2 separate regions of the Danio rerio genome follow, and region 1 is linked to region 2. Evidence: chromatin contacts called from public Micro-C data. All regions are on one chromosome and are shown on one strand. The core of a region is the stretch at or near the end of the contact, and the rest is flanking DNA. Distances in the headings are between cores, read along the strand shown.

Region 1 (4,433 bases), core at 1,916-4,415, 140 kb after region 2:
AAGTAGAAAACTATTTACAAAATAATGTAATCTTAGCTGACTGCTTCACTTCCATTTTAAAACATTAAAATATTTGTGGTTCTGTGTGAGCAGATATCATGTGGGCCTTGGGACTGATTGGTCATCTGGCGAGTTCGCAATCTGTTGATTATCAGACATAAACGAGTACTTAGTAATAACCTGACTTAAAGGGTTGCGTATTTCCTTTTTGCAAAATACATAGTAGGCTAACAAGGAGCCTAAGCACATTTTTATGCTAAATGCTACAAAATAGAAATGCAGATCTTTTTAGTTTTTGTAGGACTCACCTTCCCATACTGTGTGAAGCAAGCACATAAAGCACTTCAGTAGTTTTGACCCTGATTAAGCTATCCTCATCTTGCAGCAAAACTTTAAGTATTTCCAAGCACTCTAAAAAGCAAAGAAACAATAGTTGCTGTCATCATAATTACATTAAAATGTACTTTATTAAAAGTACATTTACAAAATTCTAAATGTGTAATTGCAATCATTGATTCCATATATAGTATATAACTTTGTTTTACAAAATATTATAAAAGATGTGCATACCACTGAAAATGGCTTCGTATGCCCTCTCAGGATCATGAAGAAGGTCACATAGTGCAGTGAGTGCCTTCTGACGGGTAAACAAATCATCGTCCTGCAGCTCCACAAGCAGCTTAGGAAGCGCCAAGTTACCAAAAGCGATCGGTGCTTGTGTTGGGTCAATATGCGGTGGGGGCTGTTCGGTTGTTTGTGGACTTGCCATCTTCAAGTCCTTGAATGCTTCAAATGTGAGTACATTAAATGTGATTAGCCAACACAAGTTGATTATTTAATAGTTTAATGACATTAGTTTTCCTTTTTTGAAAGAGACCCAGTAAAAATGTAAAGGAATAGTTCACTCTTCATTTATTTACATTCTTTCTTTTGTTAACCAAACAACATATTTTAAAAAATGCTGGTTGCTGTGACCTATTAACTTTCTACAAAGAGCTTAGAGTTACCAAGTGGTGACACTCAATAGAACGTCCCATTGTAACAATAGCAACCAGCAACAGTCCCGCAATTCTGAGATTTTGATGTGAAAGGGATCGGCTGTCTGTGGAATCTTATTGCTGTCATGATGACAAGAAATTGCTTTGTTTATTATTTGTTTTTACTAAAAAGTGCATTAAAGCTGAAATACTACCTGAAAGATGACAATACAACACTTACAATCACAAGTTTAATTTACAGACTTAATGTTCAATATTATTTTACAGATATTTTACATTTCCTAGAGATGGGTTGTGGCTGGAAGGGCATCAGCAGCGTAAAAACTTACTGGATAAGTTGGCGGTTCATTCCGCTGTGGCGACCCCGAATTAATAAAGGGACTAAGCCGACAAGAAAATGAATGAATGTATGAGATATTTTACAATCCTTGTTTTATTGAACTGTCACTTTAGGTGAAATTACTTTAAATTAATTTAATTTAATAGTTTACGCACTGGCATAATACAAATGAAGACTGACATGTTAAATTGAATTAACATAACTTTCAAAATGAGACACTGATAACAGACTGAACATGCACTTTTTGTTGTAGTATTAGCTAATAAGTTATAATAGTATATAGTATTTTTCCCCAGTGTTGTCTGTTTAAAAAGGACTTATAAAGGAATATGTTATGTAAAAAGCCACTTTCTCCGAAATTATTGAATTTTGACACATAAATTTATAATATAGGCTACCTCAAGTTGCACACATGCATGCATGTGTAGATATGCACACATATACATCACATATACCTATGTTAATATGTTATATTATTATAATATAGAAAATCTGAAATCTGATGACACATTAAGTTGAGCAACTCTAAAAGAGGGGTCATTTTTAAAAATTGGAAAAGATAGATGTTGTGAAATGTTTACAAAGAGTAATTCCATGCCTAGAAGTCTTGGTGCTATCATTAAAAATTATAGAGGCGACACGAACGACTAGATAAAGTAGTTTTGGTTGTGGGGTAGCTACACACATTTTTGCATCACCCTAATTTGAATAAAGCTAAAAAAAAAAAAGTAAAAAAAAAAAGTTATTTTTTGGTTATTTTGTTAACCTTACTTGCTATAAGTTCAACATGTGTTAGTTTATTCAACATTTTTAAAACTACTTTTGTTTACATTGAGATACTGTTAAAAATGTCACTAATTTATGCTGAGAGCACTGTAATATTTTAACCCATATGGCCGCCGCGTGACACTAGCGGCATCTGGTGGCTGTTTACCAAATAGCAACATATTGCCGCTTCTTGGTAATTCTCTGCTCTTTGCTTTCTTTTCAACTTTTTTTCCTACAATGGAAGTCAATGTGTCCCAGCAACCAGCACCCTTCAAAAATGTTTATTTTGTGTTCAACAGAAGAAACTCCTAAAGGTTTTTAACCACATGAGAAGAAAAAAGTATGAGGTCATTTTCATTTTTAACATTCAACCCTTTAACATTAATGTTTAGGCTACATTGTATGCACATGCTTTGCCAGATTATCAGCAGGTCCATTGCCAGGTGTTAACACTAATGCAGAACATAAAACAGCAAAAGATGAAATAAGGTTTACAACATAAACATCCTAGGGCCGATGAAATCTTTAACCACAATATCAATTTTCACGAAGTTGATAACCTTACATTTTAAGCTTAATGAATCAAAACATGTCTATGTCCTCTGGTAAAGATCCAAAACCAAAATGACGAGAAAAAACAACACTACGGTCACCTGTAACGTTAGATCCAATAAGATCTTAGTGAAAATAATTACGTTACACGTCTCAAAGAGGAGCCAGTCCATTTGATCGCAGGATTTTGGGAGGAAATGTCAAGTTCTCTAAAAAAATATTCTGTAAAACGCTACGGTGATGTGTTTCTCACTTCAACCCTGGTTTGATATTCTGCTTCATCCCAATATATCTGACATTAGGCTATTACGACAATTGAGAAAGAGCATGCATATAGCTAATTAATTATGTCTAATTTATAATCTACGTATTTCCTTACTATCATTGAATGTGTATAGTAAGTTACATATTTGCAGATCAATGAACTGTTCAAGACAACATTAAGTGGTTAGGTTACCTTTTAAACGTTCGCTGCTGTACCGTCCTCTTCCGTTTATAGTTAGGTTGCTGTGGTAACTACGGAATTACCCTAATTCACAGGGAGTAGCGTAAAGTTTTTATTAAGCCTATATAAAACGGGGTATTGAAAATAATGTTTAATTTAAAAAATAAATGAAAGCCGTCCATAATATTTTAAGCTTTAGCATAGCACCCTCCAATTCATTAAATAAATGACAAAAGTTTAAGCTTAAATTGCACAAAAAAATTTACATTTATGAATGCGATATTGCAAACACAATAAACAAAATAAGATAATTTTGTTTTTAAAAGGTTCATCATTTATTCATATATATATATATATATATATATATATATATATATATATATATATATATATATATATATATATATATATATATATATATATATATATATATATAAATTTAGTACATTTCAGGCAACAAAAGTATGACAATACTTAATCATATTTTACAAAACACACATTTCAAGTCAATGTCAATCTTAAATATTTTCATTATTTTATTTGCCCTGTTAAAAAAATCGTATTGCTATTATCCTTCACAATGGTGACACTCAAATGTTTTACAGTATTTTGCTGCTCTTTTTCTTGGTTTTACAGAAAAATACTGAGAGCTGTGGTTATTAGTAATCTTTTTAAAAGTTCATATTCGTAAATTAATTCGTAAAAAATACATTTCACATGGTGTAATATTCATTGAACATATTAAAGTGTAAGGGAAGGTCAACAGTCTGTGTAATTACAAATCTAATTACAGAAATTATTTACAGATGTAATTACATGCAGGTATTTAATATGTTATAAGTGCAATGTAAAAACATGTATTTAAACAATAAATTGTAACAAATTATTAATTAATTAATAACCTAATATAAAGCGTCTATATATAGCATCTAAGTGTGTATACGTGTGTGCTTAAACATGGACCACTTTGTTTATTCAGATGGCTATCGTCAAAAGTACTCTTTCAATTTTTTAAGACAATTGACAAGTCATAGTTATAAAGTAGTTTGCAATAATATAACTATAATATTGTGTGCAACAATATAACACAATACACATTTTATAAGTGCAATTTGACAGATGGTAATTACACAGTAATATATAATCACAATAATGAGAGTCAGGGGATTCTCTTGAGGGGCGAAAAAAGTAAATGCTGGTCCAGAATCACTCTCCATCTTCTTAGCATATGTTGATGTGCAAACTGTTTTTGTGCACGTTATGAAACTCCCTTTTTTATGCAAACCCTTCTCTCTTTACATGCATTTTTCGAATCAGAGGTGTGAAAATT
Region 2 (4,844 bases), core at 1,929-4,428:
AAATGGAAAATCTAAAAAGACACTCTTCCTGCCTTCAGTTAAATATCTCTTGCTTAAAATATGATATAAAAAAGCTGCTATTCCTTTTATATCACTGACATCTAGTGGAAGGAAATTAAACTTTCAGAAAGACCTTTAGAAATTTTTCAGGATTTACATTTCCGATCCTTGAAAGTAATGAGATTTATTCCCTTACCGTTAATTAATATGTTAAAAGAGATCCTAGTTCATTCCACTGCCACATCAAAAATGATGGATATTAAAGTAGGTGGGTTAAATTTTGTGGACAAGAAATGTACAAATACTTTTATTAGAAAGTGTCTTATACAGGAATGCTATCCTGGTAATATTAAAATAATTTATATCCAATTATATATAATCCAACCTTTTAATAAGAACTTAGTTTTAAAAATTAGAAGCAAATATTTGACATGTGCTCCTCCAAAATACAAAGAAATACATTGACAATTATGGATGATATTTACCCTGCAAAGGAGTTTCTGAGAAAAAGATTTGTGAATTGTAATGTTTGCCAATTCTGCAAAGATATTTAAACTGTTGAACATCTTTTTCTTCATTGTAATTTGGTTAATACTCTCTGGCCTGAGGTGTATAACTGGACAAAATCCTTCTATTTGTTGTGAAATTTGGAGTACATTTGGACAGCTAAGATGATGACTTAACTGTAACTTATTTAATAATTTTACTTCAATTCTTCATCCACAAATGCAAGATTTTGAAAACAGCTGCCCAATTGTGTTCAAATATCTTCTATGTAGAATCTTTAGAAATAATGAAAGGTGAGAAGGCTAAACAATTGTATGATTTGTTTCTAGAATATGGTTTTATTTAACCCTTACAGAGTTTCTGTTTGATTTCTGCACGGTATTTTGTTCTTTTTTTTTTTTTTTTGTTAAGTTATTTTGTAAATTTTTTTCTGTTGTTGTTTGTTTGTTTATTTGTATGTTTTTTGTTGTTGTTGTTGTTTTGTCTAATTTTATTGATTTGTATTTGATTCACTGTATATTTGACATGTCTCAGTCAGCTTGTGCAAGATTATATTTGGATTGAGTTTGGCCAAATTGTTGTTTTTAAAGGCAAAAAAAAAAAACATTTCAGATCCTAACTAACTCTCAAATAAAGAATCTGTGTGTTCATGTGTTTATGATACAATTATGAAAAGAAAACAATAAAAATATCAAATATTCCGCACGTAAAGAGTTTTCTGTAAAATAAGAAAACTTTTATTAATGTATTTGTGAGTGCATAACGTTTGTGAGCATGGCTGTCTTGAATTTAGATTCTTTAAAAAAATCTAAATATGTTGCAAAGCTTAAGGAGATAAAGCATTAAACTATTGCTTTTTACAAATAGTTTGTTATGTTGAATACAATGGTATGTCTCTTGTTCTTGCAGTGTCATTGGACAAACCTGGCAAACAGGACAACTAAAGGACATTTAGGTAACACTTTACAATAACACTATGGGCTAATAATGAGTTAATGCATGCTCTAATCATCAACTAACTTTAACTACAGCATGAGTCACACGAGTTCATGTGTGAATAACAGCTACCTTAATTACTTGTTAAAACATGTTTTTTGTTAATTAATGTTTTAATTACCTCATTAGTTTATGCTTAATTAAACCATCATGAACTCATAAAATGTTAATGTATAAGTATGTTGAGACTTTACTTGGAGGGGCACATCATCATTAACCCATTTTTAACTGCTCACGAACTTCTTGTATGGCCATAGTACAGAGGTGCCCAAACTTTTACGTATGAAGGGCCAAAAAACAAATATCGTTCATCTATTTATGTATAAATGTTTCCCAGTACTGGTTTGTAGTAAAACATCTGTTGCGTGAAACATGTGCTGGATAAGTTGGCAGTTTATTCCGCTGTGGCGACATCAAATTAATAATGGGACTTACCCGAAAAGAAAATTAATGAATGAATTAAACATAATACTAAAATAATAAAATACTTATAATAATAAAAACATTTCTTTAAATAGTATTAACTAATACAGTACAATTTATGAATTATACCTTATTACAATAAAAAACAAACAATTTACATAAACATAAACAACAGCAGAGTTCAATGCTGAGTTCACTGGTCAATCAGTATCTGCCTTTGCATATTTGGTCACTGATGTCTGTCAGGTGACATGTAAGTACATTTTAAAAATCTGATTTATTTACAACATTTAATCGAAATATTTATTTTCAGTTAGTATTTGTAGCTTAGCAATAAAAAAAACAACCAACCAACCAACCAAACAAACAAACAAAAAGGTTACATTACAGTATATTAGAAATTACAGTCCCTAAACCATCGTCAACCATTCTCCCTCTCTTCTCAGATGGGATGGTGTACCAAATAAAAGGTTATCATTGGCCAGCTTTGGCCCGCGGGCCCTAGTTTGGGCATCTCTGATGTAATGTGTTTAGCCTTTGCTGAATAACAATAGAAAAGTGTGCTATCAACATCAACAGTCTGAACAGGCATTCAGGAGTGGTTAGGATGAGTTAATGGCGATGTGCCCCTCCAAGTCAGATACATGAACAGCTCGTGAGTTCATGTTGGTTACATTTAGCTTAAACTTAAAGTTAATAATCACATTAATTGACAACTTGTACTAACAAGTAATTAAAGTAGCCATTATTCACACATGAAGTCATGTGACTCATGTTGTAATGTTAGCTGATTAGCACATTTTTAGCACATGCCCTAACTCTTCATTAGTACATAATAAATAATGTTTAGTTTACATATTAATACATCATTCATGTACTGTTATTGTAAAGAGTTGCTGACATTTCCTACATGATATTTTCTTCACCTGACACTGTTTATGAAATCTGACAAAAGTCTGTTCAGCTTTCCTTTTGAGACAAAGCACACTATGAAACATAATCCTTGAGACCAGTAAAGACCTTTGCCCATTGAAAGAAGAATGCATTGTGAGTTAACCCCACCAGTCTAATACCCACCAACTGTCATTAATGAAACTTGCAGGTCATATTTTGAGGCTGAATTTACTTCATTTGGATTTTTATAGTCCAAACAAGAAGGGGAAATTGACCTGTACTGCTTTTCTAAGCAGCAAATCACGACACACGCAGTAGGTGGCAGTACTGTATGCAACTCACCAGTGCAGTGTACAATACTAGAAACCAAGAAGAACAACAACATACAGCTGAGCAGACAACGAAGACAACTAAGTATAAGATGATGCTTTTGGAAACACACATGCGCCGTTTTACTATTTTTTAATCCACATGGATTGAATGTTTTTGAGAATGTTTTGTTTTGTTTGTTTGTTGCCATTTATTGGCGTCGTTAATGCCGGTAAGTTTACTAACTATCATCCATATGTTGTGCAGTGTGCACGGTGAAGTCTGTTATTTCATCACGCAATGCTATCTTATTTTGCGTTTGTTTTTGGTGAGTTTTTTTTAGTTATGTTGAATGCTTCACTTATAAATAATGGTTATAACCTATTGTGTTTAATAGTATTGATATAACTGAGGTAAAGCTGTTTATTTTCACATTCTGACTTTCTCCTTAATATCATTTCAGAAAAGCAGTCTTCAAAGTTTATAAATAGTCGACACAAAACATTATGGCAGCTAATGAATATAAAAGTTCAACATTGTTCACAGTCAAATAAATAGGGCTAATGTTGTTTTGAAGTCATACTTACATCTGGTTTCAGACTAAATATTCAAAGTATCATGGTAAACACTATAGGGAGCATGTCACAAGTTGTCATTGAACGAATGTGCGAATATAAAACCAACTTTACGTCAATTAATGTTTTGTCTATTTATAAATTGCAAAGATTGCGTTTCTGGCATTATATTATTAAATAGAAAGTATTAATGCGTGAATATAAAATCAACCTTACATCAATACAATATAGAGTATCCCACATCATATAAAGCTGTTTTTGTTGTTGTTTATGATTTTTTAACTGCTTATAATTTGTTTGACAGAACTTTCAAAAAAAAAAAAAACATTTTTGTTTCTCAAGAGTGTTTCCGAATTCATATTCATGAAGTAAAATGGGCCTTATTGTCAGTAGAAAACATAAAGTTGAGATTCTTCATGATCGTAAAATTATGACAGGTGTTGTGTGATTAGGCATGGGCTGGTATAAAATTCTCACAGTATCATAACCTTGGATAAAAAAATAAAAAATCATGGTTTCATGGTATTGTAATTACTGTTCTAAAATATATTCTTTTTAAATGTCTGGGTAAAAAACTAAAACTTTCCGCACTTTGAACACACAATATTTTAGTTTGAGAAGCATTTAAAATATATATTAAATGTAAACATCAGGCTAATTAATTCATATAAATCATTATCTTTTGCTGTTTTCATTAGTTTCAAAAACACAAATTTTCTTACAATTTAAAACGCCATCTTTAGATGTCATTTCTGCTAGAGTTACTGTTGTCCTAAAAAAATTTTTTTTTAAATCCTATATATACTGTAGAAACGATATAGCTGAAAAATTTGGCGGTTTTAAAACCTTCTCTTTTCCAAACCGCGGTATACCTTGAAAATAATTATCATCCTATGCATAGTGCCTATGCATGAAACTATGCTCTGGGTTCTAATGCTGTCACGCTGTCAGATTTTTGCAAAAATATTAAATCATACTATGTACAGTCATGCTTTTTTATAATTTTTTTTTTAAACCTTAGCTTATAAAGCATGCATTTGTGTTTTCACAGGCTTGTGTTAAAGCATTTGTGTTTTCACAGGCTCTCACTCACTGATGGCTTTGGCAACATACATAGTTGGACAGACACCATTTCCTGAG

The links. Hi-C and Micro-C count contacts between places; a contact is called where the count stands out from the background.
Region 1: a Micro-C map of caudal fin shows a contact between it and region 2, with 8 times the contacts expected there. The contact joins the promoter of rsph14 here to the promoter of mhc1laa in region 2. A contact is called at or near these places in 2 of 18 Hi-C or Micro-C datasets (caudal fin and an unstated tissue) and 1 of 4 datasets of contacts at active chromatin or transcription factors (caudal fin).

What each region holds. Positions count from the first base shown.
Region 1 is chr8:54,273,849-54,278,281 of GRCz12tu, forward strand. It overlaps rsph14 (radial spoke head 14 homolog), which reads right to left and starts at 3,166. Exons shown (of 7, transcript NM_001327866.1): 1 at 3,116-3,166; 2 at 571-786; 3 at 309-411. The coding sequence starts at 769.
Region 2 is chr8:54,131,560-54,136,403 of GRCz12tu, forward strand. mhc1laa (major histocompatibility complex class I LAA) reads left to right here and starts at 3,179. Exons shown (of 7, transcript NM_001017904.2): 1 at 3,179-3,361; 2 at 4,786-4,844. The coding sequence starts at 4,800.